3 separate regions of the Zea mays genome follow, and all the other regions are linked to region 3. Evidence: chromatin contacts called from public Hi-C data. All regions are on one chromosome and are shown on one strand. Each heading gives the region's core, a stretch centred on a gene start, on an enhancer-like site or on the middle of the called end of the contact. The rest is flanking DNA. Distances are from core to core; before and after follow the strand shown.

The links. Hi-C and Micro-C count contacts between places; a contact is called where the count stands out from the background.
Region 1: a contact with region 3 is called in a Hi-C map of leaf, with 5 times the contacts expected there. The contact joins the promoter of LOC100383192 here to the promoter of LOC100276641 in region 3. A contact is called at or near these places in 2 of 25 Hi-C or Micro-C datasets (ear and leaf).
Region 2: a Hi-C map of leaf shows a contact between it and region 3, with 9 times the contacts expected there. The contact joins the promoter of LOC100277415 here to the promoter of LOC100276641 in region 3. A contact is called at or near these places in 2 of 25 Hi-C or Micro-C datasets (endosperm and leaf).

What each region holds. Positions count from the first base shown.
Region 1 is chr5:170,699,534-170,703,230 of Zm-B73-REFERENCE-NAM-5.0, reverse strand. It overlaps LOC100383192 (WD40 repeat protein), which reads left to right and starts at 2,208. Exons shown (of 1, transcript NM_001175855.1): 1 at 2,208-3,697. The coding sequence starts at 2,303. The coding sequence ends at 3,553.
Region 2 is chr5:171,107,027-171,110,708 of Zm-B73-REFERENCE-NAM-5.0, reverse strand. It overlaps LOC100277415, which reads left to right and starts at 1,552. Exons shown (of 14, transcript NM_001150980.2): 1 at 1,552-1,748; 2 at 1,902-2,176. The coding sequence starts at 1,991.
Region 3 is chr5:170,884,270-170,888,182 of Zm-B73-REFERENCE-NAM-5.0, reverse strand. LOC100276641 reads left to right here and starts at 2,261. Exons shown (of 1, transcript NM_001174570.1): 1 at 2,261-3,603. The coding sequence starts at 2,691. The coding sequence ends at 3,185.

The DNA of each region.
Region 1 (3,697 bases), core at 959-3,458, 180 kb after region 3:
GCACGAGATATAGGAGACAAAGAGCACGAACTCCCCGGCAGCGAGATCGCCAAGGGGGGAAGCGCCGGCCCAGATCCTACAGGCGAGCAACGGCGCGCTCCATCCGAGCATGAGGCACACCGTGTTGAGCCTCCTCTCGGACTGGTAACGCTCGGGATGAGCCAGAGAAGCCATGGCTGCTATGACGGCGAAAGGCAAATAAATGTGAGTACGACAGAGGCGTAGAGGACTCAGAGGAGGAAGGACGCAACAGTTGAAGAAAAGTGCGAATGCGAAACTGCTGGCCGCGGAATAAGTCCCTTTCTCTCAAAAAGGGCTCTTCCGCGCGCGTCTCAACTCCATCCAGCGCACGCCTAGTACTCACAGGGACTCGGTCCCCGACATGGGGGCCCAGGTCCACATGTCACGTACTTGGAGAACCAGCCTCCGAGTGCATGGAAGACGAGCCGTCCCTCCCCGGAAGCAAACCGTCACGCAGGACCGCACGTCGCCTAGGGGCCGCTGAAAGATATTTTTGAGGCGGCGGCAATAAGACGCCCCGCGCGCAGCCCGACGAAACCGGCGGAGGCGGGGGCCACGTACCTGCCAGCTGTGGGGACGGACGGGGCAGGCGGCTCGACTAAAGACAGATTGACAACAATTATGACAACAAGTGCCCAGAAATGGCGCGTCAACCAGGCTTTAGCCCCACCTACAGGGTCGTAACCTCCCCTGAGGCGGGCCCGGGGGCCACTGTCGGTACCCTGGAACAGGGGTACCCCTTACTATAGTAAGAAGGCGCGGTAAAACGCGCCTTACCCCGCCACGGGGGCAAACTCCGAGGCCGCCAGGATCCAGACCCCCGTGAGAGGATGCCGGACCCCAACATACCTAATTGGGATCTCAGTGTTCCCCTAAGACGGAACCCGGACCCCTCTAGGTGAGGTCCGGACCGTCCACAACGAGATCTCGGGGCGAGGTGTACCTTGGCTTAAGTCAGGGGCGTACAGGGGTCCGGCACAGACACCTGTCGGGATCTTGCCAGGCACGCCTACGCTCCCCGCCCGCGCGGGGAGCCAGTACTGCCACGTGGCCTGCGGACCGTGACGAAAGCCGGAGAGCAGGGCCTGACGTAAGGCTTCGGGGCCACGCGATCTCTGCATTTATTGCGGGAGATAGCGCGCCGCCTGACCGCCCTGCAGAAAGGCAAAGTGCCGACTCGGCATTTAATGCGCCTCGTCCACTCTGGTGGCAGATGTCGACCAGACCAGACGACATGCCTGTCCAATCAAGCAGCGGGCAGTACGCCCACGCCGCTGTACGCGCGTAGTGGTCATCATAACTTGGACGATACCGAGGAACCTTTGGCAGCACGCCAAGTCTACTTAGGCAGTAGATGTCAAGGCGCATGGAGATATCTCAAGGTGACCAACATTAGTTGCTCCGGGTATTCTAACCTTATGTCTCTGGGCCCGCATGTCGGGGTTCAAGGTCTCTTTGTGCATGCCCCCCTTCAACTATAAAAGGGGAGGCATACGATGTTACACGCAGACACAAGCTCAGACTCGCTAAGCTCATACAAGCTCCCAAACAATACAACTCACAAGTGGAGTAGGGTATTACGCTCCGGCGGCACGAACCACTCTAAATCCTTGTGTGTTCTTAAGTTCTTCCTGTTCATTCCAACGATCAAGTGAAACGCTGAGCCCCCCTCATCTTAGGATTTAGGGCGGGTGCACTCCGCCACCCGGTCGGAGATTTACTCTGTGACAGATATATTAAAATTTAAAAAAAATTATTTCCATTTTATGTTTTTGTTATCATGTTTTAAAGTTCTTCGTTTTGTTTCCTTATAACAAATCTATTTGGTGGACCTATATGTGCTTGTACTCAGATGCAGTACATGATATGATGTATTATAATTTTTTTTTGTTATTTTTCTACCTTAACACAAGGTGGTTGGTAATTATTGCCCAATTTTGATTACTTTATGTTACAAGAGTAGATTACATGAGTGGCCGATAAGCACTGTATTTTAATATACACGGTGGATTTGTTCGATGTTAAAACTTATGTAAAAATTCTTAACTTTAAAAGATGATAAAAACATAAAATAAAAAATAGATTTTTTTATTTTAACATATATCTTAGCCAGGTACGTACGTTCACCTAGTATGGGCTATGTGACGCTTTCACTGCACACTACAATCAATCAGCCGGCTTTTCCTCTCTTCCCCTCGACAGAAGCCCCCAAATCCGATACCTTCCCCTATCCACCTCGAGTCCCTTCCTTCCTTAGCGGCGGCGCGAAGGCGGCGGAGCCATGGGCGGAGTCGGCGAAGGTGACGCGTGGGCGGATCAGGAGCAGGGCAACGGCGGGGGCAGCCGTGGTGTTGGCGGTGGCGGCGGCGAGGCGAAGCGGTCGGAGATCTACACGTACGAGGCCGCCTGGCACATCTACGCGATGAACTGGAGCGTGCGGCGCGATAAGAAATACCGCCTTGCCATCGCCAGCCTTCTCGAGCAGGTCACCAACCGCGTCGAGGTCGTCCAGCTCGATGAGGCCTCGGGTGACATCGCCCCCGTCCTCACCTTCGACCATCAGTACCCGCCCACCAAGACCATGTTCATGCCGGACCCGCACGCGCTCCGCCCCGACCTGCTCGCCACCTCCGCCGACCACCTGCGCATCTGGCGCATCCCGTCCTCCGACGACGCCGAGGACGGCGCCGCCTCCGCCAACAACAACAACGGCTCCGTCCGCTGCAACGGCACCCAGCAGCCGGGCATCGAGCTACGCTCCGAGCTCAACGGCAACCGCAACAGCGACTACTGCGGGCCGCTCACCTCCTTCGACTGGAACGACGCCGATCCGCGCCGCATCGGTACCTCCTCCATCGACACCACCTGCACAATCTGGGACGTCGAGCGCGAGGCCGTTGACACCCAGCTCATCGCCCACGACAAGGAGGTCTACGACATCGCCTGGGGCGGCGCGGGGGTCTTTGCCTCCGTCTCCGCCGACGGCTCTGTTCGCGTCTTTGATTTACGGGACAAGGAGCACTCCACAATCATTTATGAGTCTGGTTCAGGTGGCAGCAGCGGCGGCGGTTCCAACTCTGGCGCCGGAGATGGTGGGACTGCGTCCCCGACACCACTCGTGAGGTTGGGCTGGAACAAGCAGGACCCAAGGTACATGGCCACCATCATCATGGACAGCCCCAAGGTGGTTGTGCTTGATATCCGCTACCCAACACTGCCAGTGGTAGAGCTACACCGTCACCATGCCCCTGTCAATGCCATTGCGTGGGCACCTCACTCTTCTTGCCACATCTGCACAGCTGGGGATGACATGCAGGCACTGATATGGGATTTGTCGTCTATGGGAACTGGTAGCAATGGCAGTGGCAATGGGAATGGTAACACAGCCGCTGGAGCAGCAGCAGAGGGCGGTCTTGATCCCATTTTGGCATATACAGCAGGGGCAGAGATTGAGCAGTTGCAGTGGTCGGCGACCCAGCCTGACTGGGTTGCAATCGCATTCGCCAATAAGCTTCAGATTCTCAGGGTCTGATTTCCTAGTTCCACCCTGTTTCAGTGAGGAGTAAAAAATGCTAAACTTGGATAATGAGCTGATGCCCGGAGGATAATCTTGCAATTGCTTTACTGTTGCTTATTTATGTTGTGGACAACTGATATTCATGGCGGGTTAGTTCTA
Region 2 (3,682 bases), core at 303-2,802, 220 kb before region 3:
GATGCCGGTCCAACTCAACAGGAGTGGTCCGATTAAGCGAGAGTACAACATAGCAGTAATCACATGACGCAACCAAGTTCGTACGACACAAATATTGCGTCGTGTTGCCAGGGCGCAGCCAGTGCCCAGCCAATGCCATAATTCGGTCGATTAATAATGTAGTCTGATCGACGTGTCTGAGTACCCACTATACAATTTAATCGCTCGACGTGAGCCCAAAAGTTCAACGCAACACAAATATTTAGAGCGATTTGAGTATACACAATATAACCTTCACATGCATTTTAATAATTTTCTGCTAATTATTTACTACGGGAAATAATTATTAATGCAGAAAAAATGAACACAATAATTAATACATGAACATAACACATCAGGTGTAAAAGACATTTTCCATATTCAAACATGCACTAATTATTTACTGCGGGAAATAATTAATTAAAGTAGAAATGGTAACATAAAACATGTTTTATTCTACTTGTTATTTACAACACGAAATAAATAACATAGAGCATGCATGTAAATTAAAATTATACCAAAGTTTCTTAATCCAACAGAAATTTAAATGAAAAAATTATGTCCTCGTACGGATGCCACTTTGTTAGGATCTTTAACTGACACATGCAAATTTCACACGAGTAGTTGGGGCGGCTGCATGGGTCCTCCTTGCATGCACGCATGCAACACACGCTCGGCCATCAGTTCATCCTCATGCAGCCGCACAACAATAGGACTGAAGTGGTCTTCATCTCCCCATGCAGCCGCACAAGAATAGGACCCCACTGGTCTTCATCTTCTCATGCAGATGCACAAGAATAGGACCGAACTGCTCTTCATCTCCGCACTGGCTGTGCGGGTGCGGCTCCCAGCGCAGCCTGGCTCTGACGCGACTGCAGACGCAGGTGCTGCTCCTGGCGCGACGGCCAGCACGACACGACTGTCGGCACGGCCTGCACCGGCACGGCTGCCAGGGCCGCGTGACTGCTGGCGTGGGTGCGGCTCCTGGCGCGGCCTCATGCCTCAGCTCAGGCGCAGTGCACCACGACAGCGATGGCAAGTTCGTCGCACACAAATCGTAGCCCGTGCACAGCAACAGATCAAGAACAGTAAACATACCGTTCGATTGCGTAGAGGGAGAATCGAAGCCTGTCGCGTAGGACAGTTCGGCTAGGCCGAAGACCTGCCGGATTGACGGAGAGTTGATGCAGATCTGATCCAGCAGCAACGTCGAGGTAGAGCGTGCTGATAACGTATTAAGAACTACGTTACCACGGACCACCAGATCCGCTCCCTTCCCTCCCGTCAGCAGTAGAGGCGTAAGAAGATGTAGAGAACCCGTCTCCCTTCCCATAAGCACGACAGAGGAAACACACGAGACACTGGATATAGGGTTGGGCCTCTGGCCTCTTTCTGATCTCTGTATTATGAGAGGGTGTACAGGTTCCTTATATAGAGATGTGAGACCCCTCAGGGGCAAAGCAGGTATTTGCCCACATAACCCTAAGGTTACTTAACACCAACGACCGTCCAGTTCCAGTTCCAGCGGTCCGAGCGAGATCGATCGCCCCTCCGCAAGGCCGCAACAACAGACGCGGCAAGCGGGTACAAGGGAGTTCTTCTGGAGGCGCGGGAGATCACGCGAGTGTGTTGCGCTTGAAAAGAAGAAAAAAACAGGCAGGGAGGAGGGAGTCCCGTTCCCGAACCCGAACTACAAGCCAGCGCAACTGCTGCTGCCGCCGCCCGCCCAGGTAAGGCGGAGGCGCGGACCGGGAGTTCTCCTTTTTTTTCTACCGATCTAATCTAGCAGTTTTCTCTCTCGATCGGTTTGCCTGGTCTCGTTCTCCCTCTCCCGTATCTGAGTCTGTTTATGGCGGCGGCGGCGTCGGCGGATGGAAATGCAGCAGGAGGAGCGAGGGCATTGCCCGGCCCCATCGCCGTCGCGCCGTCGCCGTCGCCGCGCTGCAGGCAGAGGAGGACGGCGCCGGCCAGCATGGGCGGGTACGAGCTCGTCAGGAGCGACGACGCGGCGGGCGCCGCGGGAGCCGACCTCGAGTCCGGCTCCGGCGCCAGCAAGGTCGCCGGCGCCCCGCCGCCCTCGCCGGCCCCGTCGGCGTCGCCCGCCGCGCGGCAGCAGCGCCTCGCCTCGCTCGACGTCTTCCGCGGCATAACCGTCCTGGTACGCCCGCCCCTCCTGCTACTACTCATACTTACTCATTCCATATGGCACACTAGCGGATGGATTCTCGAACGGATTGGATTCTCGCTTCTCGATCGGTCCGTTGCTAGCGAGCTGCCATTACCGTCGCTCGCTCGGCCGCTGCGCTTTCGTTTTCGCGCATCCATGGGCACGGACAGAGGGCGGGGGGGCATCGATCGATCGACCGACGGACCGACCGACCCAGGCCACTCATTCACTCATCATGCGCCGCCGTCGTGATGAAGGGCGTGGAGTGTCTCCAACTGTCGCGTGCCCCCATGATCGATCCCGCCCTCCCGCGCGCCCGCTTGCTGTTTCTCATCTCTTCTGTTCTTCGTGCCATTCAGGACTGCCCCCGCCCCCCCCACAGCTTTGCTTGCTTTTGGGTGCAACAGTGCATGGCCCTTTCGCAAAAGAGAGAAGAAAAAAAAGAACAATCTTTTGTTTCACTCATTGCTCATGGTCGCCTGGTCAGTGGTCACTAGCCATGTCTTTGTACACGCCATTAATACGGCCTTTTAGGACAGCTTCGTCAGCTCCATATACAAGGGGGAAAAACAGATAAATCGACCCCACGATAAATTATCGCTCTATGAAATTCAGATTCCCCAGAACAGTAAATTCAACATTCTTCTCCATCAGACTCAGATTAGCGACGTTAAAAGAAATCAAGCACTACTGCCGCTCACTTTATCAGCGCTCAACTAGAGCCATGCATCCGCGACGCGCCCTCGCCTCGCCCTCGGTCAGTCCCGCCCGCGTGTATGAGATGATTTTAACTTTTCCGTTTGAAGAGCTAACCTAAACAGTCCCGAAGAAAAACAAGACGACAAAGCGAGGGGAATCCGGAGTTGAGGATCAATTGGACCAAGGAGACAAAACGTGCAGCTGCTTACCAAACCATCATGCCCACAGGAGCCGCGTCGAGCCGTATCCCTATGGCATGCTGCTGCTTACTTGCCAGCTTTAGGCACCGTACGGACTCTGTTTTTTTATTTATTTACGGACTCTGCTTTCTGCCTGTGTGCTCATGCAGTGCAGTCATGCCTAGGGCAGAACAGTTGGTTAACATTCTGCCGCGCCGCGCAGCGCAGCGCACTTTATTATTAACACAGACAGTAACGTGCCACATGACGATCATGTTCATGTAGGGTATGTTTGGTTGGTTTCTCTCGCCAACCTGGCTGTGTGAGCCAGGATCACTGGAGCCTGGCTCTGGAGATACGACCAATCTGCTCGTATCTGGTGAGCCTGGCCCAGGGTTCTTTAAGGATCGTGCGAGCCTGGATTTAAATCTACATGCAGGCAACCAAACACAGAGCTCGCACGCGCATAGCCTGGCTCACAGCAACCAAACAGTAGCTATCCGCATCCTATGATACAAGCACGCGCAGATGCAGGCAACCAAACACACCCGTAGAGCCTCAAAAGAGGCACCTGTAGCGGTTTTTTTTTACCGATATAATAAATCCACAACTGGCACGT
Region 3 (3,913 bases), core at 1,012-3,511:
GCAGCGCTACTAGGCTAGGCACGCACGTCATGGATGGAGACACGACCAGCGCGGCAGCGTCCAGCTAGCTAGCAACGGACGGCGGCGGCGGCGGCGGCGGGGGCGATGCTCTGCTGACGGTCGATGAAGATGGCCACTGAAAGCAACCCGGCCCGGGTGGATTGCTTGGCTTGCCCGCATGGGCGAACGTAGATGTTAACATCGGGCGGCCGTTCCGTTCTGTTCCGTGTGCTAAGAAAGACACAGGCAGGGGTGGGGGCGGGCGGGCGGCCGGGCAAGGTGCCCGTCCTTGTCAGCTGGTCACGCGGCCTTGCCCAATGTGCTGGGGCCACGGGTAGCTTTTTACGTTTCATGACAATTGACACAGACCGGATCTGCCATTGTGCCGAACAACAAGAGTAGGAAGGCGTACCGCACCGGAGGGGTCCGGGGATGAATTGCCGTCGCGATTCGAAATTGCTACCACGGCCCAGGGAGCTAGGGACCGGCGCCAAACAGCTTTCACACACCCGCGGCGGCACGGCAGTGGTCACCATGGCAAAACGCGACGAGAACCTCCGGTGGGTGGGCCGGGCCCGGGCGCGCGGGAGTAGTAGTAGTGAGTACGGGGCCCGGCCGGTCGACATAATGGTCATGATGTTTATCCACGACGCTTTGTTTTTTCTTGTCCCTTGTCGTGCTTGCAATCACGCACGCCTGACCTGTTCCGCCCGATATTTTCATCGGGTGGACGATGGATAAACAATGCAAGCCGGCCACTTGCAGAGACACGACACCGGCTGATAACTTGACGGGTGAGGACCGAAACCTAGGACGAGGAAGGAGTTCAGCAAGCAGTGGCGAAGACGCAACGGCAATGCGTCTGATGGCAGCCCGGAGTCTCCCGGCCAGGTCGCTAAGGATAACGCGTCCGACGATGGACGGCAACTCTAAACTTCCATCTTGTGAATTGTGATGAGCCCATGCCTTGGATGGCTGCCTCAGAAAATCAGACGTCAGGACGAGGAAGTCGCATGCGCCGCTGAGCCGGGCTGAAGGCATCCGGAGACGCTGCGGAGCCGCGGAGGAGGCATCGCCCACCGAGTACCGACCGTGTGATTCCGTGAGGTGCCACCTGCCACGCACCGTCCATCGACGTTGGTGGTGGCTCGCAGGAGCGGCTTTGGACCCAGGGTTCACCGTCCTGCTGACCACGCGGAAGCCGGCGCGCAGCCATCGGGGCTTGCCGACCCGTTCGGCCTAAAATTCGCGTGTAGAAGAGTGACCTCACGTGGTAGAGATGATAATAGATTGTGATTTAAATGTTTCTTTATAATTTATTAAGTTTTAAATTATTTCTAGTTGAAAAATAAAATAGAAATAAAATCTGATCCTAAATTGATCTTTAAATTTTATAGTATACATTATATAACCTATCGTCACACTAGACGTGGGAGAGGACTTCGGCACCGTCCGGCGTCGTGGCGGCGCCGTGGCTACCGGCTATCCCGTCACTGCGGTGCGGGGTAGGGGAGGCCGCATCCACACAGTCACAATCGATCGGTACGTCGGTCACCGGCGGGACGGTACTAGTGGCCCGGGAAGCGTCAGAGCGGGACGGCGCTTGTATTGCTCCGTTGAAAAACCGGTGGAGCAGGAGATCCAAGTAGGCAGTACGTACGTTGCTGCAGCCTGCAGCCCGCAGTACAAGCTTGTGATATATTTTTCTCTATCTTGATTGTATATATCCTTATCTTCCCTGTTTGCATAGGAGGAAAAATCTCCGTCTCCATCGCCGCGAAAGATCGCGGTAGAGATTTTGGTCCATCGTTTGTATAATAGAGTTTGAATATGTGGACGAGTGAATAAACTGATGCAGATAATAAAAGCAGTAAAGATATACAAGGAGTACAATACCCACAAGTACGCGTGTAAAACTAGGCAGTGCGCACGTAGCAGCAGGCCAGGAGCGTGTCCTCTCCGCCGGGCCCGAATGGATCCAAATCCGTTGCCGCGCAAACGACGAGATCCGGGGTGGGGGAGGGGGGGCAGCGGTTACACCGCACCGGAGGGCATCGGCGTCCTCGTTTGGATCCAGCCCAGCGAGGGTGAAGGGCTGTGCGCCGATGGCCTGTGGGCCCGAGGGGCCCACGGGTTGGGTTGGCGGAGGGATTCCCGGGCAGCCCCTACCCGGCCTGCCCGCGGGCACCTCTGCTCTGACCTCTCGCCGGCTATAAAACGGGCGCCAAGGCCTGGATAACGCAGTTTGCCGCTCTGTGAGCCTGCTGCCGTCTTCTTCCGCCGCCGCCGCCGTCGTCTTCGTCCGTAGGTAGCCTCCTCTCTCCTGTCCTCGCTTGATCTTATCTACTAGTAGTACTCCTGATGAGACGCTAAGAAATCTCGCTTATATTATGTTAACCCTGAAACCGAAAGTGAGTCTTGTGCAACTGTAAAAACTGGGACGTCACTGAACGAACGATAGCCTGGGTTCGTTCGGTCGTAGTGGAGGATACAGCAACATCCTCTTAAGTTGAATTTACGAACGCAGTTAATTTGTTTCCCTGTGCCGTTCGCTGCGTTACGCACAAGGATCTTTACTCCTGGATTTCAATTTATTTATTTTCCCCCCGCATTTAAGTATTGCGGCTTGCCTTGCCTTGCCTTCTGGATGTCGCGTTGCGCCGCTGGCTGATGATGGCCTATGTCCTGGCATGTGCAGCAGATCAGAGAGCGGGGAGGAAGAAAAAGCGATCGATGGCGTCCAACTACGTGGACACGACGGGCGAGGAGGGACGGTTCCACGGCCCTCACAGCCACAGCACCAGCACGACCCCGACGGGCGGCGCGGCGGCGGCGGCGGCATCGCCGCGCAACTTCCGGCGCAGCTTCTCCTCCGCGTCCTCCGCGGGCCACAGCCACGGCGGCGGCGGCGGCGGGGCCAAGTGCGTGTGCGCGCCCGCGACCCACGCCGGGTCGTTCAAGTGCCGGCTCCACCGCACCAACTCCCAGGGCCACGGCCACGGCCACCCGCACCCGTCCCCGCCGGCCTCCCCCGCCGCGCCGGCGCAGGGCGTCTCGTCTTCCGCTTCCTCCCGCACCGTCGAGGCCCTGTGAGTGTCCGAGGCCAAAGACGGGCGAGGCGTGGGGAAAGTGAGAAGATGATGGGATATACTTGTCGTGTCAGTCTGTCAGAAGGAAAGGAGTGAAGCTATTATTCCCTCTTGTTGTGATCCGCGCTGTTTTGCCTCTTCCCCCCTACCCGTTTCCTCCCTTCGTGCTGGTTGTGGTTCTAAATTCCTGATTGCCGGCCGTCCCGCCTTCTTCCTTGCCAAGACGAGACTCTCCTCCTCCTGCCACTGCTACCGCTGCTCCTCTCAACTGGTGAACTGGATCCTGATTTGGGGAGAAGGTTAAACTGGATGCCTTTCCATGTAATTAATTGCCTCTCTTTACCATTCTACGTGCTACTAGTATTGAAGTATCATCACCCTTGTTGTGTCCTTCTGTCTGTGGTGTGATGGTCATGGACTCATGGTCTGTGTTTCTTCGGTGAAGAGTTCGTACCCGTACATAAAAGATCTTCAATCAGTGGCCGGTTTGGTACCTGTTTGGTTCAGCTTTTTTCTGACCAGCTTTTCTGAAAATCTGGCTGTGGTGAGAATCTGGCTGTGGGGAGAATCTGAGTATAATTACGATTACGTGTGGAGGAAGATAAAGTTGTTTATAGGGCTCAGGATCTAGAAAGTGACGGATTCCTACTATTACAACGACTCAACCGATTCTGTTACAACGACTCAACCGATTCTGTGTTTATGTTGATTTTGGATGGTTTTTGTCCCAACGAATTTTATAGAAGCTGACTGAAAAGCTGAGCGTTTGGCAGTCCGCAGCAGCTTTTGGTGGCCAGAAGCTGACAGAAGCTGAAACAAACAGG